Regions from separate parts of the Mus musculus genome. Here region 2 is linked to region 1. A link is a contact called in public Micro-C data. All regions are on one chromosome and are shown on one strand. The core of a region is the stretch at or near the end of the contact, and the rest is flanking DNA. Distances in the headings are between cores, read along the strand shown. Region 1 holds the start of Lrrn1 (leucine rich repeat protein 1, neuronal). Region 2 holds the start of 0610040F04Rik (RIKEN cDNA 0610040F04 gene).

What was found. Hi-C and Micro-C count contacts between places; a contact is called where the count stands out from the background.
Region 2: a contact with region 1 is called in a Micro-C map of embryonic stem cells, with 5 times the contacts expected there. The contact joins the promoter of 0610040F04Rik here to the promoter of Lrrn1 in region 1. A contact is called at or near these places in 2 of 39 promoter capture datasets (hippocampal neurons and second pharyngeal arch cranial neural crest), 1 of 484 Hi-C or Micro-C datasets (embryonic stem cells) and 1 of 115 datasets of contacts at active chromatin or transcription factors (astrocytes).

The regions. Positions count from the first base shown.
Region 1 is chr6:107,527,634-107,533,144 of GRCm38.p6, reverse strand. It overlaps Lrrn1 (leucine rich repeat protein 1, neuronal), which reads right to left and starts at 3,419. Exons shown (of 2, transcript NM_008516.4): 1 at 2,902-3,419.
Region 2 is chr6:108,657,664-108,662,990 of GRCm38.p6, reverse strand. 0610040F04Rik (RIKEN cDNA 0610040F04 gene) reads left to right here and starts at 2,057. Exons shown (of 7, transcript NR_104577.1): 1 at 2,057-2,174. Bhlhe40 (basic helix-loop-helix family, member e40) reads right to left here and starts at 2,362. Exons shown (of 5, transcript NM_011498.4): 1 at 1,999-2,362; 2 at 1,761-1,830; 3 at 1,379-1,486; 4 at 347-470. The coding sequence starts at 2,078.

The sequences.
Region 1 (5,511 bases), core at 2,170-4,669:
CTGCTTTTATTTACAAAGGAATGTTCACTCAGTCTTTCCTGCATGAGACTTGTGCAATAAAGATCTCGCCCAGGGAGGCCAATGGTTTGACAGTTCAAAGATGTGATATTGTGCCATCTTAGTTTGATTTCAAAACTATCCTGTGATAATTTTTACAACAAAGGGGCATGTGGGCTCAGAAAAGCCATGTCTCTCTCTCTCTCCCTCTTTCTCTCTCTCTCTCTATCACTCTCTCTCTCTTATTTTAGTCATGCCTCAATTCCATCGTGAGGACAACAACGCCAAGTTTGAAAGTCCCAGAAGAGCTCAGCACACCAATGCTACTTTCTGACTTCTGCATAGCTTCTAGACACCAAATGCACCAAGCCATAAGATAACACTTCTCACTCAGCTTGGACTCGATTCATTTTTTTTTCCAATGTGAAGTAGGTGGCTTTAAAGATAAAGGGCACTGGACAAGAGTATAATAATTATAATAACAACTTCAGAAAATATGGGAAACAGCATGCCAACTTTTGTTGTCCACTCCTATTCCCAACCAAGCCCCTCAAAGTAATATGGTCTTTCTGTAATAGTTTAATGTCTCCTTTGGTGACTATATGGAACACAGGGGCAAACACTGTTCAGTGAATACACTTCTTTTTCCCTTCAACAGTGTTTAGGACTGACAAAAGAAGAGTTTCTGGTGCTGGCTTGTCAGGGGTTAGGACTGCAAGCCTCAGATACAGCACAGGATGCCCTGCTTTTGTTCCATTGGTCTTAACACTATCAGGAGGTGAACAGCATAGCAGACTGGCTCATACTATACAAGATAGAAAGGTCCTTGCTTTGGGAGTCCATTGAATGACTTCCTCTGCTCGCTGTTCTGTAGTGAGACGTCCTCACACACAGAGCCAGGTCTGTTTCCTTTGCTGGAATTGGATGCCCATCACCTGCAGTTCTCTAACTTTAGCACCTATGGAACCCAAATGAGGTTAAATGGACAGTGATCATTCTAGTAAGATCTTCCAGATGATCAGTGACAACTACCTGTTCCTACATTACTTATCTTACAGGACAGGGAGAAAATGTTGGCCAAGGCAAAACATCATTCAAAGAAAAGGAAAAAGAACTTTAAAAGTTTCGAAGTCTGTGAAGACATCACTTCAAAGCCCTGGAAGTGGACTGATTACAGTTACCGCCTGCAGAGAAATAGGCCCTATATGTAGCCGGCACATCTACAGCCAGGTAAGAGCCAATGTAGCTTTCCATATAATACCACACTACAATTTTGGCTCGTGAATAAAGGTATCAGCAAGCCATGGAGTCCCCAAACAGAGAAACTCACACTGCGCCTTTATTCCACGTTCTTAAGGTCTATTGTTAACTGAAGACTCCTTGTCTTTTCAAATTCCTTCATGTGAATGGATGAGGCCAGACATCTGCCAGGATCCCCTTACATTTGCATGCAAATTAGAGACTTCATGACACACAGGGCCTTGGAGCCAGTAATATCACTTGGACTCCAGCTTTATACAGGTCAACGTATAAATCTTCCTGAACTTTCCACTCAAGTTCTGCCTTTTAAAAATGAAGTAATGACCATTCGTGTGTAATATTAATTGCCTAGATGGCTGTGGTAAATTGAACTACAAAACAAGATAACAGGATAGACTCAGAAGACGCTACAGGAAAAAGTCCAAGTCAGCAGTTGTTTCCTTGGCAAATTTGAATGCATCCACATTTGTTTTATTATCTGGGTCTGCGAATGAACATACTAAAGACAGGATGCGATCTAGGAGCGTTTGCCTACGTGATTCAGGCACTCGAAGGCGTTTACACTCTGATCCCTCACTCTTTGCTCAGTTGGCTTTGAGGCTATTGCTGTGGATACCGCAGACAAGGTCCCTCTGGAGCAAGTACTACTACGGAATCTTCCAGCCTGCGCATCCGTGCCTGCTGTCCTGTCCGGCAAAAGACCCAGGACGAACTTTCCAATCTACCCAGTGTGCAGGGCACCTCTTGGCTGCTAGGCTTTCGGTAGAGGGTTGGGGGCGGGGGGAGGAAGGGAGGGAACCCAGCCAGCCAAGGACTTCCCTCTGAGGTAGCGGTGACCGCAGGAACCTAGGAAGCACCGAATCAGTAGGCAGCAGCCCACACCCCTCTCCTTGCAGCACAAAGGACACTCGCTGGCAAACTTTCCTAGTCACTGACCCCAGAGCAGAATGCCTGGAAAAGATCAAGACTTCCCTGAAATTTCCACGTCTGTAGCAAGCCTCCTTAAGGGAGCTACCCCTTCTAGGCTCAAAACAGTTTTCTCCTCCTTGGACCACATAACAGTTGAGTATGTTCTCCCCAATGCTCTGACTTCAGTATCCTCAGTGTTTTGTTAATTACACTCCTTGCTCTTTATTCTTAGCATCGTAGCCTCTGCCGAGACCTTTTCCTCTCCCCACAACCTGCCACCTTTCTTTCCTTTTGACCCCATTTCCAACTCCCTGGGTCTTCTGTCTGCTCTCTTCCCAGGTCCCCAGCTTCTTTCCCCTGATCACAGCACCAAGCCTTCTCTTCTCTTTCCCCCTCTGATGGGTCCCTGAGATCCTGGGGCCTCAGCTCCAGTCACTGCCTTTTGCCCATTTCTGTCTGGCCTTTCTTCTCAACTATTGCTCTCGCTCGCCCTGCTTCATTTTGAAGGCAAGAGGGTGATCGGTAGATTCTCCTTTCCCGACTTCGTTTTTCCTCCTTGCTCGAGAAACCGCGCCCCCTTGTTCCCCTTAGCCCTGAGATCTTATCCCGAGGTTTCTCAAACGCAGTAGGGTCCGCCAAGCTGCCAAGTTTGTCTCTACTTCCTCCCTGCTGCCTCCCACACCTCCCGCTGCCTCCCACACCTCCTGCTGCGGCCCAGTTGGTCCGGGCACTTACCCTAAGGCTGGGCTGACAGGGGTGTTGGGGTGCGCACGGAGCGGGTGGTGGTGGCAGCAGCAGCCACTAGCCGGAGGATGAGGACCGGCAGAGCAGCGCCTCCACCCAGCCCGCAGCGCGCACTGGCTCCTTGGGGGACCCCCAGCAGAGCACCAAGATGCAAGGCGAGACAGCCGCGGGAGCAACAGCTGCTGCGCGGGGCTGGGCTAAATCGCGTTCTTGGGGGTCGTGGTAGAGACAGGCGGGAATAGGAAAGAGGGTAGAAGAAATGGGGTGCAGAGGGCGGGGCAGCGAAGGATCGGTCTCAAGGAAGGCGCCCGAGGCGCCTCGGAGTGCGGTGGCAAGGATGCCACTGTCTGGGAGGACGCCGCGGGCCCCGGTCCCCGCCCGACAAGCGCTGCAAACCGGGGCGCACGGCCCTCGCCTGGCTTCACGGCTTGCTGCCGGCGCCCTCCGTGCGCCCCGCTTTGTGCTCCCCGCAGCCGGCGTGCACCTGGTGTAAGCAAAAGCGGTCAGCTGATGGGCTGCGCGCCGATTGGCTGCTTAGCGGTCTCCTCCCCTCCCGCCCGACCCCCTTCCCGGCCTCCCCCTCCCGCCCTCCCGCCCGCTACGCCCGCCTAGGCGCAGTCCCGCGCTGGGGCACCATCTGTAGCCCGCCCAACAAAGGGGCAGCTCGGGCCCGCCACCCTGGGCCTGCCAGATCGCTGCAATGCCACTACAGCCGCTGCAGGGAGCAGAGAGCCACTCCTTTTTTCTTTTTTTCATTTTCTTCTTTTTTAAAAAAATAGGGACGAAAGACTGTGACTGGGAGAGGAAGGCAAGGACAGGGGAAGAACCCTTGTAGGAACGCCATAGTCTCCATGGGACTGCAATGGAGTTTTAAGTATGAGATCTGACCCATCCTTTGGAGATAGTTGGCTATGTGGTGCATACATACATACCCGCAGCTGAAATGGTTAATGCCCTTGCCGAACCCAGGGTAGTTCTGTGACCCTTAATTGCGAGGCAAAGCCACTGTGAAATTCTGGAGGCTTTCTGGAAACAATTCTGAAACTTTGAAACTGTGTAGTGTCTGTTTGGTTAGGTGTGAAACTTGTGTTCACATTAGCAGAGGATTGATTGAAAGTGCAGACTGCAGAGCGGTGTGAGGGCAAGGGTGGTGGGAGGCAGGCAAGAGTGTGGAAGGGAGGGTGGAAGTGGTTGAAGACTAGACCTGAACCAGGGTCTCAACTTCAAAGTGACAATCCAAAGCAAGGTTCAGGAAAAGCCTTTGATAAGTGCTATTGGGGGAATCAGCTTTAAGAGAGAGAGAGAGAGAGAGAGAGAGAGAGAGAGAGAGCATCAGCAACTTTGAGAAAGAGAACCTGATTTTATTTCCCCGGGATACTCAAGTCAAGAAATTCTGGGGAATTTGTGAAAGGATGGACCATGTAGAGACTGCCTTATCCAGGGATCCACCCCATAATCAGCATCCAAACGCTGACACTATTGCATACACTAGCAAGATTTTATCGAAAGGACCCAGATGTAGCTGTCTCTTGTAAGACTATGCCGGGGCCTAGCAAACACAGAAGTGGATGCCCACAGTCAGCTAATGGATGGATCACGGGGCTCCCAATGGAGGAGCTAGAGAAAGTACCCAAGGAGCTAAAGGGATCTGCAACCCTATAGGTGGATCAACATTATGAACTAACCAGTACCCCGGAGCTCTTGACTCTAGCTGCATGTGTATCAAAAGATGGCCTAGTCGGCCATCACTGGAAAGAGAGGCCCATTGGACACACAAACTTTATATGCCCCAGAACAGGGGAACGCCAGGGCCAAAAAGGGGGAGTGGGCGGGTAAGGGAGTGGGGGTGGGTATGGGGGACTTTTGGTATAGCATTGGAAATGTAAATGAGCTAAAATACCTAATTTAAAAAAAAAGAAATTCTGGGGAATTTGGAAGACTACGTTATCACAGAAATTACTTTTGAAGTCGTTAGTGCTAGGAGAGAGATTCAATAACAGTAATCCTGCATTCTTGATCCCTATATCCCCCCCCCCCCACCGTCTTGCATAGATATCTGAAAAGTGTTTGCTTACACTTGTCAATCAGCTTCATATCGTCCCAATAGTATTTTGTAGCCACTGGTAGTCAAATGGGGCACCTTAATAGGTTCTAGGGAAAGACACTGTTAGTATGAAGGTTAAATAATGAGTGAATTGTAGAGATAGCCAGACAAAAGAAAAAGAAAAAATAAGTTGAGTTTAGATTAGACTAGATTATGTTTTTTTTTCTCTTCATTTTTCATGTAGACTGCATGTAGGATAGAGTTTAAAAGGAGTTACTGGTAGACATAGAAACGTGTATGTGGCCTTTCAAGAGGACTTGGAAAGTCTGTATGTTCTTGGGAGATGGAGAGAGATGATACTGCACTGTGTGATGCAGGGTGGCTCCTAAGCGGCGGAGAGGTGGAGCTTGGATGGAGAGGGCTTACTCCAAAGATCTGTAAGAGCATCCAGGTTTTAGAAGACTCCATGAGGATGGTGGTGTGAATCCGGCACCAAGGTATGACCTTCGAAAACAGGCCAATATGGTTTTAAAGCTCAGAACTGCAATTAGGGTCTA
Region 2 (5,327 bases), core at 808-3,307, 1.1 Mb before region 1:
GGCTCATCAGACCAACTGTAAAAACACCCACAATGCAAATTATAGGTGCCTTGGCATTTTAAAGGGGGATGGGGAAGTCTCCCATAACCTAGACACTCTCAAAATGTCACCGAAACATTTCATCACTGGGCTAACATGGACTCATTTCAGGTGGCGCACAGCAGCATTCCGTATGGCAAAATATGACCTTTTAGGAAAGAATCAGAAGAGCATCTCCCCCCCCCCCACCCCTGCCCAGTGACTGTGAAAAATGAATGGTAACAGAAGAGTCAGAAGCCAGAGCGAGCTCCCAGGGGCTAGATTGGCACTGAGCTCTCAGGAGACACTAATCAGGCCGGGGACTCACCAGCTTGTAAACCGCTCTGCAGGGCAATGATTTTCTGCTGCTGCTGATCAATTAGATTTGTCAATGCTTTCACGTGCTTCAACGTAAGCTCCAGAACCACTGCTTTTTCCAAGTGACCCAAAGTCTGAAGAAGAAGAAAAAAACGGAGAGTCTGTCACCCGTGAGGTCAGTGGAGTCCCTTCTGACACTATCTGTTAGGAGAATTGGGTGTCAACAACAACAAAGATAGGAAGAGTCTTTCCTGCTCCACTAAATTTAAAGTTTGCAGATGTTTTAACATATACACATAGATGATCAAAAGCTTAAAAAAAAAAAAAAGCCAGACACGTGTTGTCTATCTTTGGAGGCATTTTGGTAGTTGTTACAGTCTAGGGAGTGAGCTGACAGATATATTTCTCCAGCAGCTGCCCTGACCTTAACTTAGGGGACTCCGGGGATAACATTTATCTGCTGTGGTGTCAACCCAGGGAGGGATGTCTACTGTGTCTGGCAACCAAGTGGCTTTCCCAATGTGTTGCGTTTCTTTCTTTCTTTCTTTCCCCCCTGACACTTGTTCAGAACTTCCAGTCATGCTGGCTTTTTGTCTTCCTTTCCAAATACTTTTCCCGAAGGAAAAGCTAAAAAGCTTTTGGCTACCAGTAAAGATTATGACGAAAAAAAAAAAAGGCACACATTAAATAAAGTAGGTCCTATTGTAAATGAAAAGCGGACAAGGCTTAAGTTTTTAATTTCGTGGTTTGCTTCTTTAAGTCAGGGAGACTACAAGGTGGTGAGAGAGAGAAAAAAAAACTACCAAAAGGAAGCTGTGTTAGTGTTGAAGCCAACTTAAAGAGGCCCCAGATGGTTCTGGTTCTGCCTCTGCTTAGGAAGTTCTGGGTCTGGGGATGGGTTCCCTCCAAACCAGAAGCTTTGATCCGCCCGTCTAGCATGCAGTTCCCCGTGACGCCTGCAGGCGGCGAGAGACACCCCCACCCCACCATCCGCCCTCTGGGCAGAAGAACTGGGTTGGAGCGCAGCCAGCTTCTCACTTACAGTAAGTTTGAGATGTTCGGGTAGGAGATCCTTCAGCTGGGCAATGCACTCGTTAATCCGGTCACGTCTCTTTTTCTCAATCAGCCGGTGCGGCAGTTTGTAAGTTTCCTGCATGGAATACATGGAAGCAATGGGTGCCCGGGGAAGGGAACGAAGCTTCCTCCCTTCCTTCCCAACCGGTAGCAGGGGGGAAAAATTCTGCGAGGGCGCAGAGACGCACCCAGATTCACCTTCTCTGCCCCTTCTTTCCCAAGTCACTCATTTGTGGCAATGAGCTCATCTCATCTTGAACCCCCCAGCCAACCTTGAAACAAGCAAACTTTTCTTGGAAACTCAGCGCACACGAGGGGCTAAGGAATGAGGTTCCCAGGGATGCACCTACCTTGCTGTCTTCGCTCCGTTTTATTCCCCGCCTGGACTTGTACACTTGGTACATGTGGGCAAAATCCATCCTGCAGGGAGAGAGGTCAGAAAAAGCCGTGACTCCCGAGTGCGTACTAGCTGCAGGAGCCCTAGACGTGAAAGAAGCCCCCTATACTCTCAGAGATGCCCCAAGTTGAGAGTGTCGCGGAACACAAGGTTAGGAGTGGAGACTTGAAGGGATCACAGCACACACTTACCCTGACAGGTCTCCGTGCTCCAGCCCTGGAGCTTTGGGCAGGCAGGTAGGAGGTGGTTGCGCGCTGGGGATCCGTTCCATGATGCGGCGAGCAGGGGCCACTGTGCGCTCCTGTCTGCACTTAGTAGAGTCTGAGAAAGGGCTGCCCTGGAAGGGAGGATCCGAGGGTCTCAAGAGGTATGTTCCTATGAGCTAGCCTGAGCTTCCTTGCAATGCGCTGGGATGCCAGGAGCAGCGGCTTTGAGGTGTCGCTTCAGTTGGGGGCGTGCATGGCCGGGTGTCCCCACGGCTTCTGGCTCCCGCTCTGCACACAGACTGGCGGTGTGTGCTCGCTGCGCTGTCTGCGCCGTGCGAGCCAAGTGAATGAGAAGTGGGGCGGGCGGAGAGGCGGGAGGGAAGGGGGGGTTGCTCAGGGCGGAGCGGGCGGGGCGGGGGGGGGGGAGTTGCTGGAGGGGACGAGCCGAGGAGTAAGGAGAGGCTGCGGGCTGGGTTAAATGGGAGCGAGTGGGTGGGTAGAAGCTACGTGTTCTACCCTGTGACTCCAAGCACGTCTGGCCGCTGCCGGGGAGGGAAGGAGCGACCTGCCCGCCCTCCCCCGGCTTCATCACATGAGCCTCACGTGTTGGACAACGCTCTGGCGGCTGCGAAGTGCCCCCCCCCCCTCCAAACCTCGGGCCCCCAGGTGTCTGCGGCTGCGGCCTCCTTTCCCCGAAAGAGGGGGTGGCAGCGCAGCCAGAGTCCTGCCCAGCTGGGTGGGGGGCACGGAAGCTGGAAGGAACCGGGGAGCTGGAGGGGGGGGGGGAAGAGTTGGTAACGTGGGCGAACCTGCCCCAGGGAAATGAAGTAAGTTCCCGTCTCCTGGGAGGGAACGGGGGAGGACGGATTCCGCCCGCGTCTGACTCAAGCCGGGAGAGGAATATCCCCTTGGTCGCTCCAGCCCAGCCTTCTTCCTCCTCCCCCGCCTGGCCCGCTCCTAGGAACCGGTGCGCAGCTGAGGGAGTCGTCGGCCCCCCTTAGCCTTCTCCAGAGGCTGGGGTTTCTTTCCGTCCTGGCTTCCCAGCCCCCCCCCCCCCCCCCCCCCCAGCGCTCAGCCTCAGTGTCCAGGAATTGCCCGCCTTGGGGAGGGACCGAGGGCGGGGCGGATGTCACCCCATGGGAAGCGGGCTGGTGGCCAGGAGCTAGGGCAGCCGAGGCCGCCGCCGAGCACGCCGCGCGCACCTGACCGTGGACCGTGTGAGCCGTGCCGACCCCCTCCCCCCACCCCCACCCCGGACTCTCCCGGGAGCTCAGGTCCCAGGCGCAGCCTGCGGGTGGCCTGGCACCCGACTGGCGCGCACCCATCTCCTCCCGCCTTTCAGGGTGCCTCACTGCCCCCACCCACCCTGGCTAGTCAAGCACAGAAAGATACCGGGCACAGTGCCCGGCGTTCCCTCCCTCCTCTGCCCCCTCCGATGCAGAGGCGTCCGGGTCGCCTCCCCTCCGGCTGCAGCGTTACACAACCGCGGCGACGGCGCCTGCCCTGCAGCAGCGCGGGGCGTGACGCTTCACGTGGCCCGGACGCGGGCCGGAGCTCGGCTCACTTGCAAGCCTCTCCGCGCTGGCTTCCAAGCCTAGACCCCCGCGCACCGGGCTGCAAGGGATCTGCATGGGATCCCGCTGCTAACCAGGAACTTGGGTGGCGCTGTTTGCAGTCTATTCCAGGACAGGAGAGAGAGAGGAGAAAGCAGGACCCCCCCCCCCGCCCGGGTCCCTCCTCCCGCCCCATCCTCTTGGTTGATCACAGTGAAATCTCCACATTTATGCAGCACAAGTTCACTGAGCCCTTTACCCAGTCGAGCTCGCGGCTGGAGACAGTGGAGGTGGCAAACACGGATTTTGACCTTGAATTTACAAGGACCTTTGGGAAGGAGCCAACGAGGCCAACCAGAAGACCGCCTTCAGCAGAAAGTCTAACAGGGCCACTGGCAGGGAATATAAGATGAGAAAGTTTTCATTTAATACTAACCAAGAGGTTTAGGTAGTAGGGGTTAACCCACAGGCCGGTGCGCGGGGCACAAAGGGGCAGCACCAGGGGCCCCAGCTCTCTTCAATCTCGCGGAGGCCGCCCGGCCCCACCCCCACCGACCTGCATTGGAAAAATCTGGTCTCTTTGACCTTCTAACAGCCCGGAGCTGGGAAAGCATCTGAAACGCAGAACCTGCGGCGCTGTGAGCGGCGCTGACACACAGCAAGGGGCCAGTGGAAATTCATGACTAAAATAAGGCCTGGCTGGGGATTTCACTGACCTCTGCGCTCCCCTGCCCTGCAAGTTCGGAGAGTTGAGAGATGACTGTTAACCTTCCCTACCGTGCTTAGGGTCAGTCAACCCGCTGCGGAGTGACCTGGCTGGGAAATTGGGGGAAAATGAGGTCACTGCTAGAACTGGGCGCAGTTTGGTGGGTCAGTCGTCATTGTCAGTGTTCTGACGACCTGGAGGACTGGGATTCGCATGTTGATCAAACTGGGAGTGCATTTCCTTCAGGTCGCTCAAGCTTCTACTTCCTGTTTATGTTTCACAAGCGTCAAACCCATTAGTAAGTGTGAGAAATGATTGCTTTTCTAACTGTTCACTGGCTGACCTCACTTTGGGGCTTAGAGATCCATCCCTCCTCCCCAGACAGACATAGTTTGGCTGACAGGTTATAATCAATCTCCCTGGAGGGAATGAATGCTCCCACCTTCCTGCCAGGAGGTGAGCAGCAGGACCAGAGGTTTGGATGTGTCCTGGCACTCTTGAGGTAGGGTGGGAGTGAGGAAGGGCTGCCACCTTCCTGTGACTCTAAGGGGGAAGCGTTGTCATGGTTGCGCCAAAACTACAGTTCCACTAGGAAATACCCTCTGTCAGAGAAAGGAGGATATGTCCTCTCTTGTGTCCCCGGCCCCTTCCCCCCAGGAGTTAATCTCTGCAATTTTGCCTGCATGGTTCATGGTTCAGGAAAATAACATCCTTAAAATCATTTAATCAGTAACTTTCCATCGTTACTTGCTCTGTAGCTGTAAATAACAAAATATGTAAATTGTTCAATTAAAAAAAAATTTTTTTAAGTTATTTACAAGCTCCCTACATCAGGTAGGCGTTGATCTCGAAATCCTCCTGCCTCAGCTTCCTGAGTTCTGAACATTGTAGACATAAACTAATTCCTACTTTTTATTTGTTCCAAATATACTCCCAGGCTTTAACATTATCCCTATCTGGCTGTATCTGGATTTCTTCTTTTTTTTTAAATTTGTAAAAAGAAGGGAGGGGGAAAGGAAGAAAGGAAGACAGGCAGGCAGGCAAGCAAACAAAAT